Regions from separate parts of the Mus musculus genome. Here region 1 is linked to region 2. A link is a contact called in public promoter capture Hi-C data. All regions are on one chromosome and are shown on one strand. The core of a region is the stretch at or near the end of the contact, and the rest is flanking DNA. Distances in the headings are between cores, read along the strand shown.

Region 1 (5,854 bases), core at 2,995-5,494, 280 kb before region 2:
GTAAAGTGGGCTTTACAGCATGAAGACCTGAGTTCGAATCCTCACAACACCAGGAGTGTATGAACTGGAGTATGTAGGTAAGCATATATATCCCTGCCTCTGATGGGCAGAGCCAGGGTAATCCCAGGACTTGGCTGGTCAGCAAGGTCAGTCAATATGGTGATCTTCAGGTTTAATAGAGACCTTGTCTAAAAAAAAATGTGGAGAAGAGACTGGAGAAAGACCTCTGGCCTCTGCACATACCCACATACCTACACATGCACAGCCTTCCTCCCTACTGTGAATAAAGGCACCCTCCTTTCACATTACAGCAACCCCTCCACCAGTGTAGCAATGAACTTACACATCTATAGAAATAACATAGAACTATCTTTCCCCTTTCTCCATATCTTCAATTATCAAATAGTTCTGATACTCTCCTATATCCCCTAAAACCTAGTATTGGTGAAGTAGCGTCAGTTTATTGGCTGGTAGTTACAGTAAATAGTTAATTAAGCGAGACTTTGCATAGCACGTTTCAGTTCTTGGTACCATTAAGGCATCCATGTACAGAGTCAGGTTTTCTTATTCTCTGCAGATCCAGGTCTCCCCACAGAGGGGTCTCGCTGACAGTTGCTGCCGTCCTCTCTGCTTTTTCTAATTTCCCAGGAGGTACCAAAGGGGTTGTTCATTGTTTGCAGAGATGCATGGACATGGAGATTAAAGATGATTCTACTATGGCTTTTGAAGTTCTGTCCTTTGGGAAGAGGCCTTATTAACTATTTACGGTAACTACCAGCCAATAAACTGACCCTGCTTCACCAATAGTAGGTTTTAGGGGATATAGGAGAGTATCAGAACTATTTGATAATTGAAGTTATGGAGAAAGGGAAAAGATAGTTCTATATTGTTTTTAAAGGTTGTGATATGAAGTAAACACACTAAGGTAAAGACTTTTTTTAATTAGATATTTTCTTCATTTACATTTCAAATACTATCCCCTTTCTTCTTTCCTAGTTTCCTCTCTGAAAGTCCCCTATACCCTTTCCCGGCCCTGCTCCCCAACTCACCTACTCTGGCTTCCTGGCCCTGGCATTCCCCTGTACTGGGGCATATAATCTTCACAAGACCAGAGGCCTCTCCTCCCATTGATGGTTGACTAGGTCAACCTCTGCTACATATGCAACTAGAGACACAAGCTCTGGAAATTACTGGTTAGTTCATATTGTTGATCCTCCTATAGGGTTGCAGACCCCTTTAGCTCCTTGGGTACTTTCTTAAGTTCCTTAATTGGGGGCCCTGTGTTCCATCCAATTCAAGTGGACTGTGAGCATCCACTTCTGTATTTGCCAGGCACTGGCATAGCCTCACAAGAGACAGCTATATCAGGGTCCTGTCAGCAAAATCTTGCTGGCATATGCAATAGTGTCTGGGTTTGGTGGGTGTATATGGGATGGATCCCCGGATATGGCAGTCTCTGGATGGTCCTTCCTTCTGTCTCAGCTCCGATCTTTGTCTCTGAAACTCCTTCCATGGGTATGTTGTTCCCCCTTCTAAGAAAGAACAGGTAAAGACTTCTTATAACACTTTCTTTATGAATTACCCAAGAGGTGGGTTCTTGATAAAGTGCATCTTTATATATGAGGGAGCCTCTCAGGTGATCAGATTATCACCTCCCTGACTGGCTACAGTACAAGGCTCCTAACTCTGTTCCATTGCCACTCCCCTGCCATTAACACGATCACCCAAGAGCTACCATGAATCTACAAAAAGCTGACCTGTATTCATCTCTTTCCTACTTAAAGTCTATACATAGGGTCTCACCGTATTTTCAGACAAAAGTGAGACACCTTAGCATGGCCCACAAAGCCAATCAGTATAGATTCCTTGCCTCTTCCCAAACCAATCACTATGGATCTCTGGCCTCCCTGGTTTGTAACTCACCCATTTGTTCTCTCTTTCACTGATGTCCCCTGGACCTTCTCAAATCTCTTGCCAACCCATATCAAGACCTTTCCTGTGCTCTTCATGGCCACTGCTGCTGTTAATCACACACTTATTAAAGCTCTAAGCCATTGTCTTCTAGCACCACCAGACTCTAAGCTCTTGAGGGTTATATTTTTGTGTGACTCACTGGTCCTTACAGGTTACCACAGGACTTGGGTGATGGACCCCTCACCAATGCGCCTGCATGGAAGACCGAGGACGCTTGGGCCTTACCTGATTCCCGACTTGACCATTTATTCATAGTTTGCTGCTTTGTTTTCTGCTCACAGTATTCTTGTCCTTTCCTCTTTAGATGGAGGATAAAGAAGTAGCGAGAAGAGCTGTTTCTGCTGCATCATTTCTCAAGCCAAACAGACTAACGATTTCATACCACAGCTAATAGGGTTGTGAGTTCTGTTTGCTTGCGTGATCCATGCTTTCTCTACCATTCCTAGGATGAATAGGGAGCCCACAATTTTCACTGAACTTTTGAACATATGAATGCAGAAGTGTATTTTAAGCCACTTAGTTCTAGGGCTGACATGTTTGTCCAACTCCAGGGGGTACCATTCACAGATGTTGAGGTCAGCAGGGCTGTGCACAAAAGGTGCTGACACTTTAAGTAATGGCTGGTGGTCATTCTGCTTTGCGAATTGTGGTTGTTCTTTCTGGGTTATTCACACAACTACTCTTAGGTTTAATTCTTTATTACAAACCTAACATTTATCCTACATATCATAAAGGCATGACTTAAGGGATCATATCCCATCATTGTAAGAAAAGTGAGCATGTATGAAAAGAAAATCTACTTAAGTCCTTTTTTTATTAGCAGTCGTCCCCCCCGCCCCCCCAGTGTACTGCTGATTTTTGAAGACGGATTTTGATCTCTCCTTGCTTATTTATTCTGGAAGCATAAATATGTGTAAAAATGCAAAGGAAAACCCAATATTTTTCTTCCACCAAAGTCTATAAGATATATGAACAAAAGTAAATAACTATCTCATTAAGGGATCAGGGGTAAAATAATGCCAATGTTTTCTTTGAATGCAGAACCCTTCAGTTATTCCAAGAATGGTTTAAAAGGAAATCAGAATTACATCTTCGGATCACAACCTGGGTTAGAGCCACATCCACATGTTGAAGAAAGGGTGAGAGGGTAGACTACAGGCTGGAAGTCTCTGGGCTTCCTGACTTGTTGCCAAGAGGACTAAATAAGCAACAGAATGCAACATCAAGGAAACTGGTGCACACAGGTAAACATTTAGCCTGAAGCCAGACACAGTGGTTCACACACAAGTCTTACACCAAGAGACCAAAGTAGGAGGATTGTTAGATGTTCAAGGCCATTCTGGGATACAAAGCAAGACTCTATCTCAAGAAAACAACTTTGACCCTAGAGAGCGTTTCATGTTTTATTTCACATATTAGCTAAAGGGTTAATGTCCTCATAGCCCAAGGCCTCTGGATACCAGCAGATGTAGTCAAGAGGAAGCCAGGCATCTAACCATCATAGGGTGACTTTTGTAGAATTCAAAGGTCATTTCCAAAGCCTTTGCAGTTTCAGTAGACCCAGGCAGATGTCATGTTTTCTCTTGGCTCCTATTTAATCCTATTAATTGCAATAGAAACACTGTCCACTTATCTACAAGTCTTTGTTTGTTTGTTTGTTTGTTTGTTTGTTTAAGACTTTCTTTCCCCTCAGTCAGGGTAAGTTGTCAAATCAGGAACCTCCTGTCCTTCTGAAGCCATAGTGTGGCTGTGTGCCTCCTTAGGCAGGCTGTTCTGCAGAACTGTGTGGGGGAGAAAGAGGCCCAGAGAAGAAGGCTCAGCCTAAAATGTCTAAACATAAATTGAGATTAACAATTGCTTTGAGAACGAGTATTGCCAGATGTAGAGACTATATTGGCCATGATAATTTGGCTTTCATTTTACTCACATCTAAGGTCAAGTGAGACATAGTATGTTTTACATTACTTTGTGCAAAATTCAGTATTGGAGAAATGTGTATTCTGTGTTGTCAAAATATTAAAATACTTTTTTTTTCTAGAAATAAGTTAACATTTAGATAAATGAAACAGATTTGTAATGGCTCACTCTACTTTTATTCTTAACTAGTCAACTTACCCCCATGTAGTACCCACATGAAAACATCACAACTTGTGTCTTTATGCAAATACTTCAGGGAAGGCCTTGTTAGGAAAACAGAACCCAGCTCACTGGAATGCTGAACTCCAGCCTGGTCATTAGCCAGCACAGCTCCATGGAAACCACTCTTTCTACAGATCAAAGGACAGTTCAGTGCTCAAGAATTGCCTCAGACTTCCCAATAATAGAAACTAGGCCGAGTATGGGTACAACGTCTCAAAAGGACCATTAAAGTTTATTGTAGAAGATCACACGTGTCCTTGCACACATAGACATGCTAGAAACTCAACAAAGGGCTCTCCAAGAAAACCATAATATTCTCTCTCCATATCTGCACACACACACACACACACACACACACAAACACACACATGAATACTTTTTCTATTTATTTGCAAAAAATACAGATAGGCTAGCCAGTGCTTTACATTTGACCTTAGCAGATGCAAACAACAATGAGAGTTAGCCAGTCTATTCATGGGCACCAAGACACAGTGATAACCTGGTGTGCAGAGCTTCCCTAAGGCACAGGAGCTCACACCTAAAAATCAGAAATTAGACCTTCAGCATCAATCTGTACTTTTACTCCCCTGAAAAGCGTCGTGACTTCCTTATTTATAAGCAGCCTTTAAGAATTTCCTTTTATTTCTTTTTATATTATAGAAACAGGCAACTGGATGTGGTGGTTTAATCTTCACTGTTGACTTGATGGGGCTAAGGATCACCATGGAAACACTCTTTTGAATGTGTATCTCAAACTCTCTCTAAGGGTCCTGTTTGGACAACATGACACAACCTGGCACAATTTGTTGATGACTGGTCAAGAGAATTTCATTTGTAGAAATTCTTTTTTGAAAACTGTATCTATAGAAACACAGTATTGAAAAGCTATAGTCCTAAACTATTTTGGGGGATATGAAAAGGCTAAAATCTAGGAGTTAGGCAAGCACAGATAAAATAAACTAGCTCCAGAGGGCATTTAATCAGGCCCTGTTTTCATGATGATGACTTAAAGGCTTGGGCTCCAGGTTTTAAACAGACTGATGTAGTCAATCAATTTTAAATAACCTACTGTGATTGCTAACTTTAATTGTCCATATGACCCGACCTAGAATCACTTGAGAAGAATTTCAATGAGGGATGATCTACATTGGACTGGCCTGTGACCTGTGGATATGTCTGTGGGGGATGGGCTTAACTTCTAGATTTCAGCCAGGGCACCAGTCCAACTTGGGTGTCTTGGTTGATTTCAGATGACAATTGCATCAACTGGCAGAAAGTGGACCATCTAACCCTCTTAATATATTCTGTTCAGGAAGTTGCACGTTATTTACATAACTTGTTGTTGTTGTTTTTAATCCAGAATCTAGAATGGGGAAAAGACTCCAAATGAACCACGGACCTCTGTTGGCTTAAAAAATTTTTATTTACTTCATTTAATACACATGAGTGTTTTGTCTGCATGTTTGTATGTATGCCATATGTGTACCTGGTGTTCACAGAAGTCAGAAAAGGGCATGGGGTCCCTTAGAACTGGAGTTAGGGATGTTATGAGCTGTCATGTGGGTGCTGGGAACCAAACCCACATCCTTAACTGCTCTTAACTGATGAACCATCTCTTTAGCCCCTATATTTGCTTTATAACAGGAAGCTCTTGTTCAGATATGACCACTGTGACTTTAAAGGAAGAAAAGTGGGTGGTGCTGGTCACCTATTGGAAAACCACTCTGCATCCCATCAGCTC
Region 2 (5,124 bases), core at 1,154-3,653:
TTTTCAGTGAATAAAAACATTGAATTTTATAATACATGTTTTTAATAGTCTGTTGGGAAGAGTGACAGTGGAAAGGATGTGTTTCAGGCCAGTGTGAGCAGCTGAAAGGTATCATGGCTGAGTCTCACTGGACAAGGGAAGGGAGGCCTTTCACAGAACGTGGAGTAGCCCAAAAGGCAGGGTGTGTGGGCCCATGGAATGTGCTTCTTGTGCACATGTGGACTAAGGTTTGGTGTCACAGAAGGCCACCCACGGGAAGTAAGCAGAGGACTCTAACATGCTTATGGAGAGGCATCTTAGACAGAGACAAGAACCAAGAACGCTCAAGAAAAGCCACACAGAAGCTGTGCCCATATCTTACACAGGGAGGATGCTAACTTGGCCCATCAGGGAAGCCGAAGGAACAACAGATTCCCAACCCATCATGGTGACAAAACTCAGGGGACTTGCTTCCTGGCAGAGAAGGAAAAGGGTCCTCTCTGTTTCTGGTTTCAGGAGCTGGGTAGTGGGTAGACCATTTCCTGAGAAAAGGCAGACAGCAGAGACAGCAGTGGAGAGCTAGCAGGAACCTCCTAAAAACAAGCAGGGCCACTTCTCACTGCTCTTGAACTCCTGACTGCTCCCAGGAATGTGGCCTTGAGAGGGAAGAAATCTACCTCTGAATTTCTCTTTTTAAGCCTCCTCTGTTCTAGGCTTTTCTGTGAGAAAGGCTACCCAGCCAAAAGCTCTATGCTTGGACCCTGGAAATAGACTGCCAGAGTCCTACCTGCCTGGGTAGGCAGTACCCTACTACAGCCTCAGTCTCCTGCAATAGTGATAGTAGTGATAGTAGTGATAATGCCTACCTCATTGTATTACCATGAAGACGAAGGGCTTACTCTATATGATGTGTCACCAGCTGGGTCCACTGCATGCTATGTGAGTGTGTTGTGGTCCTCAAGACTCTTCAACCATGTCATCTTCTTTCTGTAGCATATCTCTCTACCATGTCCCTCTTCTCTTCAGGTGTCTCCCAAGTTCTGTCCTCAGTCTTCTCTCTCACAGTACCCACTTGGTGATTATTTCTCTAATCTCTGAGTACCTCCTCAAGTTGATGTGTTCTGACCATTGTTTTATTTAACATCATGAATATGATAAATGCAGCACACCCTTACAGTGTCCCCTAAATTGGATCTTTCTGCCCTTGTCCATGGATGACAGTGACTCAGCCACTCCCTCCATCTTCCCCAATATCTAAAATCTGATGCTCTTCACTGTGACTTGGGCATCCACTACCCTCCCACCAAAGCATTGCTCATCAAACCTTAGAACAGATGTCGGGGTTAAGGACAGTGCTTCTCTGTGGTAAGGGAAGTACTTCCCAAGTGGGACCAGATACCCTGCATATCAGATATTTACATTACAATTCATAACGCTAACAAGATTACACTTATAAACATATCAGCGAAAGTAATTTTACAGTCGCAAATCACTCTAATGTGAGGAACCGTATTAAAGAGTTGCAGCATTGGGAAGGCTGACAAGCACTGGTCTCATGCCAGCCACAGCCAGCCCTCTCTGCCTCACTTCTCCGTCTGCACATCTTTCACCTTCCAGGAATCGCTCCTAGGCATTAGAACATGGGTGCTGGCTTTGTGCGCCTCCTGACACAGCTTGCCCCTGCTGCTCACACCTCTACCCTCGGGTCAGCTTTGCTCTTTCCCAATGCCCCAGCAGACCCCCAAGCCTTTCCTAAACACCTTATACTAGTTCCACAGGGCTTGTCCGTTTCCTTATTTTACCTCATTCCCTAAACCGGACCCTTTTCTTGCTGGGCATGGGCCACTCCTGTCTCTAAGGCACAGGGCCTGGCATAAGAGAAAGTACCCAATCCCTAGACGGGTCACGTTCTCAGTTTCAGCATTCCTAATCAAAACCTGGCCATGCTCGCTGTCACTCTGTACAGAGACTCTGCCTCCACCCCCACCCCTGAGACAGAAGGTGTTGACCTGCAGAGGATCTGGGCTGGGAGAGATCTTAGCTTCCATGACTTCGGACTGGGTAGAGGCTGGTACCGGCAAGTGCCCTGAGATGACCATCCTTGCTATACACTGTTCTGTTTTCACAACAGAAGCGAAGGTTTGCCAGCATGGCTTGCTCTCTGAATCCTGGGCATCAGTTCGCACCATCGCAAACACATGCAGGGCAAAGCCCTGGGCACCGCAGGGGTTGTTACCTTCTTCCACTTGAAGGTCTTCTGTGCTGTCTTTCAAGTCTTCATCCACCCAGGGCTGAACTTGAGCCTCCTCCTTCTTTTTCTCTAGGTTCCTGTCGGCATTTTTAAAGACCCATACAACCAAGATACAGACAACTGCTACCAAGACTGGGGTGAGGAGAAACATGGTCTGAAGTCCGACCTGGAATGTGTGCGCTTTCCCACACTGGCATTTATACAAACAGATGGAAGCAGGGAATGCTGGGAGTAGATGTAGAAACGGGGAGGAGTGCCAGGGAGGGAGCAAAGTACAAACTCAGACTCCGTGAGGACTTTGCAAAGGAGCAAAGCTCACAGTTGGGTGCGTGTGGGATTGGTCCTGCTCTGACGCATGCAATTTTAAAACTGTGCACTTGATCAGTATATTTTCAGACATCAATGACCATGGGGTGCATTAAGCACTGTAATGTGCTACATTGCTGGTGGTGGTTTTAAAGAAAAAAAGCATTTGACCTTTCTCCTATTTAACTATTCTCTCAAAGCATCTTCAACTGCCTGAAGCTAGGAATTGCCCAGAGAGCTAATTTTTTAAAAGGGCAGATTTATAAATGTAGGTTCTGATATCCTGAAAGATAATTTCCAGAAAGAGGCTGTCAACGTGCATTTTTAACAACATATGTAAGAGGCACTGCCCTGAGGCTGTAAAAAAAAAAATTAACAGCCATGCCAACATATGCAACAGAGAAGAAAGGCTATGTTTTACATTAAAGAAAGATTTTAATCTGGAAAAAGTGATGCAAACAGTTTGAAATGACTATATCTAAGCTTGAGGCTTTTTGTTTTTTGTCTTAGTTTTTATCTTTGCCTATGCCTCTGTTGTTCAGGCTGTCAGAACACAAATGTCATTGGTTGAGTGACATAAATAACAGAAACACGTGTCTCACAGTTCCAGAGGTTGAGATGTCCAAGCCCCGGGGACCAGCAGGTTTTGTTCCTCCTCGCTTGTATTGTTCTCACAGCTGGGGATGAGGGAGGAAGGAAGGATGGGAGAGAGAACCATTACTCACAGAAAGCTTCCCTTGTGGCTCCTCCATATTCCACGTACTAAATCACAGGTGCTCCCCAAAACCTCATGTCATAGATCCCGCTACTGCTCCCATTTTCACTCATATGAATGAGGCATGAATAGGTCAAATGACATGCCAAAGCCATTAGAAGATAAATGGGACATAAGCAGCCTGAGTCCATGCTGGGTACGTCTGCAGTGTGGACTAGAATTCTTAGCTAAGATCCTGCGGTGTTGAGCCTGCCTGGGTAACAGGGGAAAGCTGGGACAAGGATTTTATGTGCTAGTACAAGAGACATTGCTGCCTGGCTGCCAAGGTTCACACTCAGCTCTGGGAGCTCACCGAAAAGAGATTTTTAAAAAAGCACAGTGCAGGGGCAAGAAGTCTGGCAGCTGTAACAGCAGCAGGATGGGCAGAGCAGTGTGGAGATCAGACAAGGCTTCCAGAGGGAAGAAACTTTGACTCTAGAATTTGAAACCCACCCAAGTTCCCGACCTGGTGCATCTGCAGGTCTCAGAGTACAGGGGAGGGGGAGGGTGGGCCCTGTGAATTCCGCCAATTTTCACCTGCGCTGGACCCAGTGAGCTTCCTCTAACCCTAACACCTCCTCAGTGACCAGGCCTCCAGCTTCTGATAGTGTCGGTACAGAACAATGCTTCAGCTGCCAATGTAATGTACACTTGTACAGGAACAATGTGGCTTCCCTTGAGGAACAGGATCTGTGCCATAGGGTCACAGAACACCGTGTAGCTGATCTGAGGATGGGCCCTCTCTTCTCTTAGTACCTCTACAGCAGAGCTTCTTCACCTTCCTAATGCAGTGACCTTTTAATACACTTCCTCGATCCCCCCAACCATACAGTTATTTTCTTTGCTACTTCATAGCTGTATTTTGGTTACTGTTAGGAATCATAATGTAAATATCTATGTTTTCCGATGGTCTTTCGTTTGATCCCCAAAGGGTCATGACCCACAGTTGAGAACCACTGCTGTGAAGGCTCCTGGGCTACTTAGCTTCTGTACTTTGTCTTTATCCAGTGAGAAAAAGGAGAAGAGTGCCAAGGGAAGCTACAGGAGGAGATACTAGGCGATTCCCCACCGTCCTCCGTTGTTCCTCGTCTCTACAGACCGATCACCAGTTCTAATTCATCTTTTGAGGCTCCCGCTGCCACCTTGCAGACCACATCAGGAATGGTATTATTTATTCTAGAAGACACACCTCCCCAAACAAATATGCTGATGTTAATCCTATGAAGTCAGTCTGTGTTCCTGCTTCTCAAAGTCCCCAATGTTTGTTTGCAGAAGGCAAAGGGGGACAAAGGGGGGCTCTGTAGGAAAGAGGCTGCCCAGGGCATCGAGTGAGCCAGCAGAGCTCACAGGAGCAAACCAAGCTGTCTTGGTTGAGATCAAGTGCTCAGCAGCAACTGTGATGGCAACAATTTAAGGAAAAGCTGGAAGCAAGGCTGGGCTGAACTCTGTCCGTGATCTGATCTCAGATCAAATATGAAGTCAGGGAGACACAGGAACTTACAAGTCCATTTAAATAAAAAAGTCAGCTTCATCTATACACAAACCCCCTTCACTAATTCTACCCCACTCAAGAATATGTCTGTCTGACACTCGCTGAGTGGAATCATGCCTGCACTCATGATGTCTGTGTGCCAATGATAGTTAAGTCCTCCTCTGTTTGCATTATTCCATTGCGTCCACAGGATGAAACATTTTAAATTAAACTCCACTCTCTGAAAAACCAATCAACCAAGCAACCAACCAAACAAACAAGCAAACAGAGACTGAAGGGCTGGCTATGTGTCACTGGCTATTTAGAGGAGCAAGTTAGACCACAGTAAGACCTTAGTCCTAA

Evidence for each region. Promoter capture Hi-C pulls out the DNA fragments that hold promoters and counts their contacts.
Region 1: a contact with region 2 is called in a promoter capture Hi-C map of liver, with 9 times the contacts expected there. The contact joins the enhancer-like site here to the promoter of Iyd in region 2. A contact is called at or near these places in 20 of 39 promoter capture datasets (the 3T3-L1 cell line, 3T3-L1-derived adipocytes, the C10 cell line and 11 more), 15 of 484 Hi-C or Micro-C datasets (embryonic stem cells, short-term hematopoietic stem cells and uterus) and 1 of 115 datasets of contacts at active chromatin or transcription factors (kidney).

Annotation. Positions count from the first base shown.
Region 1 is chr10:3,817,886-3,823,739 of GRCm38.p6, reverse strand. All of the region lies in intron 2 of Plekhg1 (pleckstrin homology domain containing, family G (with RhoGef domain) member 1), which reads right to left. Among named protein-coding and RNA genes, the nearest start is that of Gm30164, 61 kb to the right of the region's middle. Within about 2 kb of position 4,244, at least 34 of the 459 cell types and tissues checked have an H3K27ac peak or open chromatin away from gene starts, as enhancers often do. A contact at or near this core is called in liver, where this site is marked.
Region 2 is chr10:3,537,553-3,542,676 of GRCm38.p6, reverse strand. Iyd (iodotyrosine deiodinase) reads right to left here and starts at 2,403. Exons shown (of 5, transcript NM_027391.4): 1 at 2,216-2,403. The coding sequence starts at 2,381. Gm30033 (a long non-coding RNA gene) reads right to left here. Exons shown (of 3, transcript XR_380041.2): 3 at 3,050-3,213.